Linked DNA regions of Zea mays: region 1 is linked to region 2. The links are chromatin contacts, called in public Hi-C maps. All regions are on one chromosome and are shown on one strand. Each heading gives the region's core, a stretch centred on a gene start, on an enhancer-like site or on the middle of the called end of the contact. The rest is flanking DNA. Distances are from core to core; before and after follow the strand shown. Region 1 holds the start of LOC100383012 (putative arginine-tRNA protein transferase family protein). Region 2 holds the start of LOC100501079 (LETM1-like protein).

Evidence for each region. Hi-C and Micro-C count contacts between places; a contact is called where the count stands out from the background.
Region 1: a contact with region 2 is called in a Hi-C map of leaf, with 2.8 times the contacts expected there. The contact joins the promoter of LOC100383012 here to the promoter of LOC100501079 in region 2. A contact is called at or near these places in 3 of 25 Hi-C or Micro-C datasets (ear, leaf and tassel).

Annotation. Positions count from the first base shown.
Region 1 is chr8:100,282,300-100,289,617 of Zm-B73-REFERENCE-NAM-5.0, reverse strand. It overlaps LOC100383012 (putative arginine-tRNA protein transferase family protein), which reads right to left and starts at 4,506. Exons shown (of 6, transcript NM_001175691.1): 1 at 4,288-4,506; 2 at 3,325-3,363. The coding sequence starts at 4,414.
Region 2 is chr8:99,354,680-99,361,591 of Zm-B73-REFERENCE-NAM-5.0, reverse strand. LOC100501079 (LETM1-like protein) reads left to right here and starts at 2,494. Exons shown (of 15, transcript NM_001195906.1): 1 at 2,494-2,698; 2 at 3,438-4,054; 3 at 4,166-4,478; 4 at 4,723-4,869; 5 at 4,956-5,044; 6 at 5,128-5,220; 7 at 5,858-5,984. The coding sequence starts at 3,450.

The DNA of each region.
Region 1 (7,318 bases), core at 3,257-5,756, 930 kb before region 2:
AGCCTTGCAAAACTATGAACCAGGCTAATTGGACGGTAATCCTTAACATAAACCGCGCCCTCCTTTTTAGGGATGAGAGTTATGAAAGCAGAGTTGAGCAAGTGCAAATTATCCATTTTCCTGCCCAAATTGCCGAGATGGCCAGCATAAAAACGCCCAGAAAACCCGTCAGGTCTGGGGGCTATATCTGACGGCAGCTGGGATATAGTTCTCCACACTTCATCTATAGGGATAGGTCTGTCCAAATCAGCCAAATCGTGCGAGGTGATATCTAGTTCCTTTTTTTATCGAACGCGCAGGAGAACTGCGCATCTTATATATTAGAGAGGGATATCTAGTTCCTCAAGGTTGACTGTATGCTCCCTGGACAGAACAGATCCCAATAGGCTGAAATAAAAATCATGCACAACCTTCTCTTTCTCCTCATGCCTAGTGAGAATGAGATCACCTTCGACCAGACTACCAATGAAGTTTCTTTGTATACGGTACCGAGCATGAGCATGAAATATAGCGGAATTTGCATCCCCTTCCTTAAGCCAAGAGATCCGAGAGTGGCCCCTCGCAATGGTACGCTTGAGAGATGACAAGGCCAAAAGGTGCCCCTTGAGATGGTTACGCAACCAGATTTCTCTAACAGAGAGGGGACGCATGTCCTGTGCGATCTCAAACTGATGCAAAATCTCCCTTGCAAGGCCAAGCTGGAACTCCACATGACCAATGCACTTTTGACTCCAGCTTTTGCTAAAGACTCAAAGGGGCAGTTACCTCGCGGGACCTAATTCCAAGCCTCTGACACTACCTCTTGGAAACCTGCAACTTTTGTCCAATAAGCCTCAAAATGAAATCTCATCTTTCCTTTCTTGTTATCATGCAGCCCGAGCAGCAACGGACAGTGATCAGAACCATCAGAGGAAGAACTGAGGAGAAGGCAGTCCGGGAAGAGCTGTTCCCAATCAGGTGAGTGTAACATCCGATCAAGCCTCACTAAAGTAGGAACATCTTGACCATTAGTCCAGGTGTACTTGTGACCTAAAAGTGGAATGTCTTTCAGTCCAAGATCATGAATTAGCCTCCTGAAACGACCCATCATAGCTCTATTAACCAGTGAGTTATTCTTATCCTCATCTTTATAAATGAGATTAAAGTCTCCCAAGATGATCCATGGCCCCAGACACTCATGTCTGATTGATCTCAACTCTTGCAGAAATAACAGTTTGCCTTCATTGGCCTAGAGGCCATAAACACAGGTGAGCCACCAAACGTGATCAGCAGAAAAGTGAAACTGGACAGAGACGCTGAAGGAATCCACTCTGTGGACTCCAGAGTAACCAATATGATGTCGCCAGGCAATCAGAACTCCACCAGCACTCCCAACCGCCAGCAGGGTGACAACCATATCAAAGTCAGAGCCTAGCGAAGAGAGAATAACCCCTCGAGACAGATCAGCCATTTTTGTTTCTTGTAAACACACGATATCAGCTCGCGAGGAATCAACTAGATTGCGGACTGCATCCTGCCGAGCCCTAGAATTTAGACCCCACACATTCCAACACAATAAATTGGAAGGATTCATTATAACCAACAATTTCAGTGACCCGGAGAGCCAAAAACCCTAAACCAGATCAGTCTGGAGGCACACATCCTCAGATGGAGCCCACCCAAACAGCGCTACTAAGGCTTGAATGTGAGACTCTGAAAGTGGTTGATTAAACAGTTGAGCATAATCATCAAGAGCCTGTCGGTCTAAACCTTCATTATCACCATTAATATCCAACGATCTCATCACCCTCTTGCGGACCCTCGTCGATTCCTTGAGAAAAGACCGCTCAGGCTTGAATCCAGCGATCCTACGGCTGCGGCAAGGGGGTGCAGCCGGCAAGCGCATAGGAGTCCTGGCAGGCACAGGGATAGCGAGGATGGCAGACGTCTTCTGCCGGAGCTTTGACATGAAGCGAGACTATCTCGGGGAGGGCTGTCTTGGTGACACAGCAGCACCACCTGAGATGAACCGCGCAGGACGACGGGGAGCGTCTTGAGTAAACTCGAGGAAAAGCAGTCCCACCAAGCCCTTTCTAGTTGAACAACTAGTCGCTTCTAACAGGCTGACAACAACTATGTCCATCCCATACCACCACAACCTCTATATACTAAGACAGCCTCCTCTGGCTTTGACCTAGCTGCCAGCTGAAATGAGGAGGAAACAGGAAAATACATTGACTTTTCATGAAGCTTACTGAGACAGCCAAATTGGCTAGGCAATAGTGCAATAAGCTGCCTTGAGACGACTAGTTGATGCTTAGTCACAATTTACAATTAAACGGCAATTGCCTTCCACTGGGTGAACACTATGTTGCACTTACGAAACCTGTACCATGCAACAAGAAAATAACAATAAAATAAAAGGGCTTGATCTATGCACATCCTGGATCTAGCAAGCCATAAGCCCCCAATTGAAGTTAAATTTATTTGCTATCTTGTTGGAAAGCCATATTTCAATCAACGAGTTAGCATGAAACTCCTTGAGCTTCTACTAGGTCCCAAAACCCACCACAGAAACTGAAAAATCCTTGTGGCTAACAGAACATGTTGGAAACTGGGGCCGGTTGACTGCAGAAATTAACTAAAGAAAAATTGAAAGAGAATGGAATTGGACTGAGAACTGGCTAGTGGCTATTGACCACCAGTTATGTGTTCAGCACCAAGATATGGGAAATTTTGAAGAGGCTTTTGAATCCTAAATTTATCCAAGAAAATTAACTTTCCAGGTTATTGTTCCAGAAACATTACAGTCAATTCCCCTGTCCAAAGGCATAAATCCTCAACAATGTTTACAAGGCTGTCCAAATATCATTAAAAAGCACATTTGCTCTAGGACATAAGAGGTAGATGAAACTTGAAAGCAGTATTTCTGGGCCATAACAAAATTAGTAATGAACTAAATTCTGTATTACAGCCCCAAAACCACGAATTTATCATAGAGCACATTACAAGATGATCTATGACACGAAAACACAATAAAGATAAAGCATCTTGCAATTACTTTGCGCAATATTTTGGCCATCGTATACTGCCTATCACCATTTCTTTCGTGCCCATAATGCAAGGACAATATGGCCCTATAAAGATATCATGTTTTGAATGTTACATGCTTGATGCTTCTATATAATGAATTGAACAGCAATTCCACATATATTATTTGGCCGCTTACTCGTTTTGCTAATTAGGTTTTGAATACAGGAAGAGTTCGGGAATCAGCACTTTTGTGTTATAACATATATAACCTTAAACCATTGTAAAAAAGTTGAAAGGGTCATAAGTTTGTACCTTGATAGTCATCAGCTTTCAGACTGTTAGCCCACATACCTGCAAGATTGATAGGACAGAAACTAGCATGGTAAATGATGATGTGACAGAGCCTTCTATACACAGGTATATACATGAAAGGTAGAACGAGAAGAAAAAATATAACAAACGACAAATAGATGAAACATCTAATTTAAAGGTCAAAGCAATTCCCATCTAGTATATTTTTTACCTTGTACAACTGACTGTTAAATAAAACTTGGATATACTTTATAACCAGGGTGGAGCCAGAAATGGATATGCCTCAAAGGCTTATCTAGTGCTAGGCAGTCTTAAATCCTTTGAAAACCTTAGACATCTCTACATTTTTTTAGTGGGTTCTATTGCTCTCGGTTAAACTGCCTTAGACTAGGATAAAATCCCAGGCAGCCTGGGGCTTTGCTCCATCACTGTGTATAACACCCTAGATAACATGGATTACATGATCCACATGGATCATTTTCAGAGACAAAACTAGATGGTCGCTGGCTTGTTTCAAGTATTACAAGCTAAGTGAATAAAATGAGGCATTTGAACCATTCAGGATTCAGCAGCTAACAAGTAACAACGAGCGTTCAGAGGTTCATAGATTAACCATGCCCCTCAACTGGCAACCATGATTCATCATGGTTTTTTGTTCAAAAACCATGATTCATTATGGCCATAAGCTGAAAAAATAACTACTCTCCCCAGCTCAAACTACAAAACCGTTGTGCGCTTGCACTGTCCCTTGGCAGCAATATCTAAAAGGAAATTCACAAGTTATCATGGTGATCAGCGGTCAAACATCATCTGCGTGACGCGTCAAGATGCTAGAGCCAACAAGCGATTCAACGCTATAATAGAACCCACGGGCGATTCCACGCGCTACAAAGCTTGAGGGCCCGATACAGGTCGAAGCAGAGCGAATCAGTTTCATCGGACGGGGGGTTCGGAAATCGGTACCGTGGGAGATGCTCGTGGGCCCGGAGGATCGGCAGTAGCCGCAGGTAGTGCGGCGCCGGCCGTAGTCAATCACCACCGACTCACCCCCGTTCTGCGCCCCGCCGCTGCTGCTGGCGCCGTCGGCCATCGCGCGGTGGCTGCGTGCCTTGTCGCCGCGCCGGAGCGACGAGGACGAGTCAGCTGTTAGAAGGCTCGGGCGATGCGGCCGGGCGAATCAGCTGCTGGGTTTGGGTGTGCTGGATCTGGATGGTCCGTAGGACTAGCTGAAATAGGTCTCGGCCACTCGCATCTCTGCATCTTCGTCGACATTTGCTTTTGTTTTTATTGTTTTTGACAGAAAATTATAATTGGATATTTTTAGGACAACTATAATAGGATTAGGATGATGTAAGCAGATGACGCCCTATTTAGAGAGAGACGGTACTTTTCTAGTAACGATGTGGTATTTGAAGTTTCGTATGCCAATAGTTGTTTGGTAGGCCATTTAAAAATCATAGTATATAAAACATTGATTTTGTCAATATCATTGTGTTTTTAGAGTACGTATGCCAATAGTTGTTTGGTAGACCATTTAAAAATCATAGTATATAAAACATTGATTTTGTCAATATCATCGTGTTTTTAGAGTACGAGAAATTTTGATTTAGACTAAAATTTTCACTGTGGCGCGAAGGGACCCATGTGGCGCGCACTTTTTCCATGTGAACAACTTGATGTGATCTTAATTCGGCTGGGGTTGTATCTTCTACGTTATTTTTTCTTTATAGATTGCAGTTACATCAGTCCTAATAAATTATTTTAATTATATGATAGCCAATCAATCACTTTTGAATGGAACTTGATAACATCAAAAAACTACGGCACCATTGTTGTACAAAATTATGGTTATGATATGGCAATTATTAGACTATGGTATTAAAAAATGTTTTCAAAGAAAATGTGTTTCCAAACAAGGACTAAATGGTTTGCTATATCAGATTTTTACCAAGTTGAAAGAGAGAAGAGAAGAGAAGAGAAGAGAAGAAGAGCACTACTAATTATGAGCCATTAATAGCTAGTTGTTGTACATATTCTAAAATACATATGGATTAGTAATAATTGGTCAACATTTTTTTGGCCAACACAATAGCCAACTAATTATATGTCATGACTATATAGTTAGCTATATAAGGCATATCAACGGCTTACGACAGGTAGCTAGCTAAATCATTAGCCTTGCTCTAAGAAGTTTTGAGATATTTATGTAAACATTAATGTATATATTTCATTTATCTTAATACTCATATTTAGGGCCTCTTTGTTTCAGATTATAATCTACCCAAATTATATAATCTAACTTAAATAATTTAGATGAGAAACAAACTGACAAATTATTATACTAGATGATATATTCTGGAGGCCGAATTATCATAACTTGGTTAAGAGGTGCTTACTTGAGATTATTTTTAGCAAAAAAACTCATTGTTGATATCAGTTTCAGGAGAAATTGCCCAGCATTACCGCTCTTTCAAAAAAAGCATTTTATTTATTTTTCCTTGCTCCTGCTGTCGGTGTTTGGGAACAGACCCTCATGGTGCTTTTGGGTAGGATGGTGCTGTTGACTGTAACTCAATAATTCGTGCAAGACGCACGAGAGATGACGAGCGATCTTTCTACAGGTTTGGGCCACTTGAAGATGCGTAACACCCTACTTCCTGGTGTGGATCTTTATGTGGTAGGTTACAAAGGAAATCTCTAGTATGGAGGAAACTAGTGAGCTTCGTAGGTGGTTGATGAGTGACTTGGAAATGAAGGGGTACCCCTGGGCCTTATATACTCGGCCGTGGGGCATTATATGCGTGTATGATGATGACGTATCTCTAAGTAATAGTGAACTAATTGAACTTATCTTTCCATAATCTTGTCATCTTATCCTTATTTGGTTTCGACGTCCACGGGTGCTGCGCGGGAAAATCGGGTCGGCGCTGTGGATATAGATGGCCAATAAGCACGAGGCCCGTGAGCCCGGCACGAAGCCCGCTTTTTGGGCCCGGTCCGAGCCCGGCACGGTACGAATAAGCGGGCGGGCTTGGACAGGAAACTAGGCACGGCGGGCTAGCCCGGCACGACCCGTTTACCTCTAAGCCCGTTAAACCTGTTTTTTTACACTAAAATGTACTTACCGGCCCATTTAGCTCGCTTTTCGGCACGTTTTTTCGTGCTAAACGGGCCGGCCCGACCCGTTTAGGCCCGCTGCGGGCCGGCCTTGGATAGAAAGCCCGCGGGCTTAGCAGGCCCGGCCCGGTTTTCGTCCGGGCTTCACCGGGCCCGGGCCGGCCCGGGCCGGACGGCCCGTTTGGCCATCTCTAGCTGTGGATAGCGCTTAAATCCAATGAGCCGCTTGGGCCCGAGCCTACTTGTTCCCCGCATCGGCCTATTCTGCCAGCAGTTCTTCCATGGCCCACGAGGGGGCGACCTTGCGAGACAACAGGCCCGAAGCCTTTCGCGAGGCCTTTTTACCTTCTAGTGGACCCAGGGGATATCCGTCCCCCACACCCCAATCTTTGAGTTGGTTTTGGAATAATCAGCCCAAAGATTCTAGGTCCAGCTTACGATTCCGTGGCTTGATTTTCATTTTGATGATGGGTGCTCCGAAGGTGCACTCGTTTGGACGTTGCTTCTGAACTCTGAGTGACTCAGTAAAAAACAACCTTCTGTTGTCCTCCTTTGGTGCATTTAAAGGTCTTCATGCCTTAGAAATCGGCGCTCTGTCATCAACCTATGCTTTAGAGATCATCATTTTGTCTTTTGGAATTAAAAACTTATTGGGCGCACCGGAGGTACACCCAATGAGTGTAGCCCCCGAGCTTTGAGTGGATTTTTAAAAATAATCCACTTAAAGATCTTCGTCTTATGCTTTTTAGAAATCAGCATTTTATCTTCACCTCATGCTTTAGAACTCAGCATTTTATCTCCACCTTCTGCTTTAAAACTCAGCATTTTATCTCCACCTCATGCTTTAGAAATCAGCATTTTATCTTCACCTCAGCAT
Region 2 (6,912 bases), core at 1,245-3,744:
CGCTTGCAGTAGGGGGTTACAAGCGTCCGCGTGGGGGGAGAGCGAGGGACTCTACGCGTCGCCCCGTCCTCCCGCGCGGCCAACCTTATCGTAAGAGAGCCCTGGACCTTCCTTTTATAGGCGTAAGGAGAGGGTCCAGGTGTACAATGGGGGGTATAGCAGTGCGCTATCGTGTCTAGCAGAGAGGAGCTAGTGCCCTAAGTACATGCCGTCGTGGCAGCCAGAGAGGTTTTAGCACCCTGTTCATGTGATGTCGTGGCCGTTGGAGGAGCGTTGGAGCCTTGCGGAAGGACAGCTGTCTGGGCTGTCGAGTCCCTGCTGACGTCTCCTTGCTTCCGTAAGGGTTTGAGAGTCGCCATCGTCATGGAGCACGCGGGGCGCCATCATTATCTGTTTTTCGGGGCGAGCCAGATGGGACGCCGGTCCCGTTACCCGTAGCCTGAGCTAGCTAGGGATAGGGTAATGATGGCCCCCCTGTGACGTGGTCGGTCCGAGCCCTAGGTCGGGCGAGGCGGAGGCTCCTCCGAGGTCGGGGTCGAGTCGGTCTTCCGAGGTCGAGGTCGTGTCCAAGCCCTGGGTCGGGCGAGGCGGAGTTCGTCGTCTTTCGGGGCCGAGGCTGAGTCCGAGCCCTGGGTCGGGCGAGGCGGAGTTCGTCGTCTTCCGGGGCCGAGCCCGAGTCCGAGCCCTGGGTCGGGTGAGGCGGAGTTCGTCGTCTTCCGGGGCCGAGCCCGAGTCTGAGCCCTGGGTCGGGCGAGGCGGAGTTCGTCGTCTTCCGGGGCCAAGCCCGAGTCCGAGCCCTGGGGTCGGGCGAGGCGGAGTTCGCCGTCTTCCGGGGCTGAGCCCGAGTCCGAGTCCTGGGGTCGGGCGAGGCGGAGTTCGTCGTCTTCCGGGGCCGAGCCCGAGTCCGAGCCCTAGGGTCGGGCGAGGCGGAGTTTCCTATGGCGCCCGAGGCCGGACTTGGCTGCTGTCAGCCTCACTCTGTCGAGTGGCACAGCAGTCGGAGCGACGCAGGCGGCGCTGTGTTCTTGTCAGGCCGGTCGGTGGAGCGGCGAAGTGACTGCAGTCACTTTCGGCTCTGTCGACTGAAGGGCGCATGACAGGATAAGATGTCAGGCCATCCTTGCATTAAATGCTCCTGCGATTCGGTTGGTCGGTGTGGCGATCTGGCCAAGGTTGCTTCTTGGTGAAGACTGGGCCTCGGGCGAGCCGAAGGTGTGTACGTCACTTGAGGGGGTCCTCGGGCGAGATGTGAATCTTCCGGGGTCGGCTGCCTTTGCTCGAGGCTGGGCTCGGGCGAGGCGAGGTCGTGTCCCTTGAGTGGACCGAGCCTTGGCTTAATCGGACCCATCAGGCCTTTGCAGCTTAGTGCTGATGGGGGTTACCAGCTGAGATTAGGAGTCTTGGGGTATCCCTAATTATGGTCCCCGACAAGATTCAACCCATACCCCATCCCTGTTCGGGTATCAGGTCTACAATGAATCCACATCTCCGACAAAAAAGCATGGTCACATTCTAGAAAGTTCATCCACACGTATCAAGAAAAACATGATTGAATTTTATATGACATTAACAACCACACGACACCCCAACAACAATACATCACGAATAAAATCTAACATATAACAAGCAAAAAACATTGTTTACCCATACAAAACGACAAAAACAAAGTGACACATTCTAAAGATAGTAACTTAATCCTAACACATACATGTTTTCAAATTCAATCGGAGTATGAGAGATACAATTTTGCATCTTCTAATTTTAATGGGTGATTATTACCCTTGGGTAATCGGGTTTGGATTATGCTTCCATGTACCCATATGCACCCTATCCAATAGAGGAAGATTTTTCCCTAAGGGCTTGTTTGGTTAGGGATGGATTGAGGGATAAGAAGGGATTGGATAAGAAGAGATTTATAGAATGTTTGGTTTGAGGAATAAGGTATCATATCATCTTTTCACTTCTCACTTTGTTGTTTGGTTTGTGGAATGGAATGAATTGATCCATTGCTATTTCATTCCTAATAGGCTAATAATTAGTAATAATATGATAAATGAGTTCTTACAACAAATTTGTAGAATTGACTCATAATGCATCATCTCATTTAAAATAGGTTGATTCTTTAAAAACACCTCAATCTTTCTTAATCCCAACAAATCCCCACCGAACATAGACTAAATCTATACCGTGGAAATTAAAATATCTCTATATCTTAATCTTAGGGCTAATTTGGAAACCTCGTTTTTCTTTGAAAAATAGGAATCACTTTAAAAAATAGAGTTTGCAAACTAGGTCCTATTTTTTCCAAAGAATTTCTATTTTTCCAAGAAAAAATAGTTCATTTTTATTGGAAAAATAAAAATCTCTTAAAAGAATAGAGTTTCCAAACTAGTCATATTAGAAAAAAACTTTATGTATTAATGGGTACACCTCTAGAAATAGCATAATCTGTATACACAACCTCAAACCCAGAAGGCCAGCAGTGCGTGCGCCCTTTTCTTCGCTCACATTCATCCCGCGTGCTCTCTCTCTCTCTCTCTCTCGGGCCGTGGCGTCGAGTGGGCGACCGCCGCCACCCCCGTGCCGTGCGCTCTCTCTCTCTCTCTCGTGTCGACGGGTGGGTGGGCGACCGTAGGCCGCCGCCGCCGCCTAGGCCAGGTGCCCAGGTCGACCTTCAACAGCGACGAGCATCCACCAGGTATGCCCACCTCTTCTCTTTGCTTCCTGCTGTGTGAAACTGAGCCCCGAACCCTAATTTAAGCTATTTGTTCATTAGTATTTGAACTCGATCTAATTACAAGCTTATATATGCACTCCTTACAAAAACTGGAGTATTATTCCTACTAACTTCACTTTTTTGCAAAAATTATCGGGGTGCGTAGTGTGTACACCCATTTACTGAGTCCACTCTTAGGGTGTGAGTGTGTTTGTTTCTTTCCTAGATTATATAAGTTGGATTATGGTAGAAGGATAGAAAAATAAAATATCACTTTAGGACCACAAATAAGCTGAAATAAGTTAGTATTGGATAGCTTATTTTAGCTTATCTGTGATCCCAAAGTGATATTTTACTCTCTTAACCTTCCACCATAATCTAACTTATATAATCTAGGAGGGAAACAAATAGGGCCTTAGTAGCGAAGGAATTTCCTCAAGATCAAAAGTCCCTTGTCGAGACCAGTTATTGGACGATTAAATAGTTTTTTTTTCTCTCTCCGATATATTTCGGGAATTTAGCATGAGCTATTATTGAGCCTTGGCTACTCTGGGCTCTATATGCACACTGTTATGATGGGACCAAATTGGAGCCCAGTGATGATTAGTTAGTTTTCCTTGTCATTATTTATATTTAAATTTACACTTACTAAGTCATTGGTTGAACCATTTTGATAACTTCAGATTTCTACATGAGTGTGATCTTCCTATTGTGAATTCAGACGCAATCAAGTATGGCTTCAATGGCAATCATTAGGAGAAGGAAGTATTTCTTGGATCATGTTAACACACCTACCATTTCATCGTCTGCTTTCTTTACATTCCAACATGGAAGACTCGGTTTGGAGGTTGAGCCAAGAACAGAACAGCGATTTCTCGAGCATAGTTCTGGGGATTCCAAATGCGAGAAGGAGCAACACAATATGAATTTGATAAAAAAGGATCTACTAGGTCTTGGTAATGGGTTTTGGCAACGTCCATCTTATGTGATTTCTCTTTCTCATGGTGGATTTGGAAGGAATGAATTTAGATTGCCTCTGAGCCTGGGAGCTAGATCTTTGCTGCAGTCGGTCCGCACAGCATCAACTGCAACAGCAAGGCAGCCTAAGATGGATACAGATGATGAACAGAGCGAGGACCACAAGCAAAATAAAAGGAAAAAGGAGGCATCCCCAGAAGAATGTGATCAGGCTGTGGAAGGCCTCAGCACTGCAAAAGCTAAGGCTAAAGCTAAACAGGTACAAGAATCTCTGAAGGTTGGCCAATCAATTATACAGAAATTTTGGGCAAGAGTCCTGGGTGTGGGCCCTGCTCTTCGTGCTGTTGCTTCAATGAGCAGGTCTGTATTCTTTTTCTTTCCTACCTCAATGCATGGTTATATAAGTATATAACATGAATGATTGGTCTGTTTTTCTGTAACTTACAAAACATTTTTTATTTGTTTGTTAAGGGCTGATTGGGCAGCAAAACTTAAGCATTGGAAGGATGAATTCGTTTGTACACTGCAGCATTACTGGTTAGGGACAAAACTACTCTGGGCAGATGTTAGGATCTCATCAAGATTGCTGGTGAAACTTGCTGGGGGGAAGAGCCTTTCAAGAAGAGAGAGGCAACAGCTGACACGCACAACAGCAGATATCTTCAGGCTGGTTCCGTTTGCTGTGTTCATCATTGTTCCATTCATGGAATTCTTACTGCCAGTCTTCCTCAAGTTATTTCCAAACATGCTTCCATCAACTTTCCAGGACAAAATGAAGGAAGAGGTATGGTCTTGACTATTTGTAAGTTGCAACTACCTGAAATTATGTTGCTTATTAGTTGCCATGTGTCCCTGCAAGTGGAATACTACCATATGCATAAGTCAGGAAACATATCTAGTTAACTATTAATAATTATTTGGATTGATTAGCATACCCTGCTGTTGCCATTTTTATGGAAACCACCAGCACTATCATGGATTCATAGTACAATCTGATTGGCTCACGGGTGCTTCTTTTTCCTGTACAGGAAGCATTAAAAAGGAAATTGAAAGCAAGGATGGAGTATGCAAAATTTTTGCAAGATACCGCAAAAGAAATGGCAAAGGAAGTTCAAACATCTCGTAGCGGAGAAACAAAACAAACAGCTGAAGATCTGGACGAATTTTTGAATAAGGTATAAGTTTCTTTGTGTGCTCTGCTGTCTCTGGAATAACTACTTTCTCTATTATTGTTTGGATAACGAGCCTTAATTGTGATCAGGTTAGGAGAGGTGGACGTGTCTCTAATGATGAAATCTTGAATTTTGCAAAGCTATTCAATGATGAACTTACTCTGGATAACATGAACAGGTTAGGCATTCCTTTAGTATATGTATACATTCATAGTCACAATTACACTAGTGACTAAACAGTTGGTTGGCACTATCCTGCAGACCACGCTTGGTAAATATGTGCAAATATATGGGTATCCGGCCTTTTGGTACAGATCACTACATGAGGTTCATGCTTCGCAAAAAACTTCAGGAGTAAGTATTTAAATGAAGAGCTTAACCCAATGCTAAGTATCTATAATAGAATTGGTTAATTTTGTATATCAAACAGTGATGGAAACTTGTGGTTAATACTACCTTATAGAAAGCTCACCTAGTCAATTATGAAAATAGAAAGTTTTGATTCTAGTTAGTTGGACTACTAATAGTAAAATATATCCATTACTTTCAAGTAAAGACTTTGCAATGGGATGTGTTTCTGGTGTCGTGTAACTTAGCAGATATTTGGTATCATCTTCATTGTGTTTCTATTTAACTCTCCATGCCACATTGGTTTTTTGTTAGTCAAATAGTACTTTAGGTTCAGGACCTAGATTTGCTTCAAGACTTCTTTCTTCAGTTTAGTTGCTAGTTGTTTTTCTGTCAATAAAAGGAGACTTGAAAGGATGGAATATATCCAAAGATTTAGCCTTGGGTGGGAGTGCATGGAAAACCGCTATCCATGTGTCCAAACCTTGACTTGTGGGTTTTGTTGGGTTTTAACTCTATCCTACCCCAATTTGCTTGGACTAAATGCTTTGTTGTTGTTGTTTGTCGGTGGTTTTTTAGCTTTGAGTTTGAACTTAAGTGCGAAATATCTCCTTGTTTTTGTTAATATTCCTTATTGCTGCAGCATTAAGAATGATGATAAACTGATTCAAGCTGAGGGAGTTGAATCTCTCTCTGAAGAAGAGCTCCGGCAAGCCTGCCGGGAACGTGGTCATCTAGGCCTGCTGTCAACTGAAGAGATGTGCCAGCAGGTTTGTTGCATTATGATGTGCACATGATCTAGTTTTGTATGACCTTGAACAATTTACTTATTTACTTGTTCTTGTATTTGTTTATACCTTTATGCTGTCCATTCATATCACAGTTATTTGAGTCATCAGTTCTTGTCCCACGCTACAAAACACACTTATCTTTTTGAGACAGATTTTTCAACAGTCGTCCACTCTTGCCCACCATTTAATATACCGTTCATTTAATTGCAACAACACATGCAGACTTAATTATTTCTGATGTATCTAGCCATCCCACAAGCAACTGTGAATTTGGTCCTTTTAACATGGTCATGCCCAAGAACAGAAAGAAGCATCATCGCCAAAAAGGATCCCCCGCTCAACTGATCACTGCGTCAGCCTCCTGTCAACTGGAGACCACCCCCAAGCTCGACTGAAGAACTCACTAGCCATTTTTCTGATATGATTGCTTCTTTCCTCCAGCATCCTTCTTGCCGATTTTTTCTGTAATAAAGTCCATGAGTTCATCCAAAAACAACACAATACAAAGATGTCTAACGTATTAACTATTCTTTTATCTTCAAAGCAAGCTTCGTTTCTTATTTTCCAAAGAGTCCAAAGAACTGCACTACATCCCACTGTCAACAAATTCCTGTCCCGTTTATTGAATAGAAGGAGCCAATGGCTAAACATCTCACTGGGGTTCATGGGAATACAAATGGGATGAAGCACCACCTGCACCACTCTCCATGTAAATTTCGCTATCTGACAGTCAAAGAAGATGTGTTGCATAGTTTCTTGAACCTAGAGACTCTTTTGGCTCTTTTATCAGAATGTCGGTCTGTAATAATGTCTTGGTTAAACACCCTTTCTTGTCTTAGTCGTCTTGGTTTGGCAATAGATTTTGGGTCAGGTCTGATCAAAGGTGTAGCTGGATTAGATGCTGAGC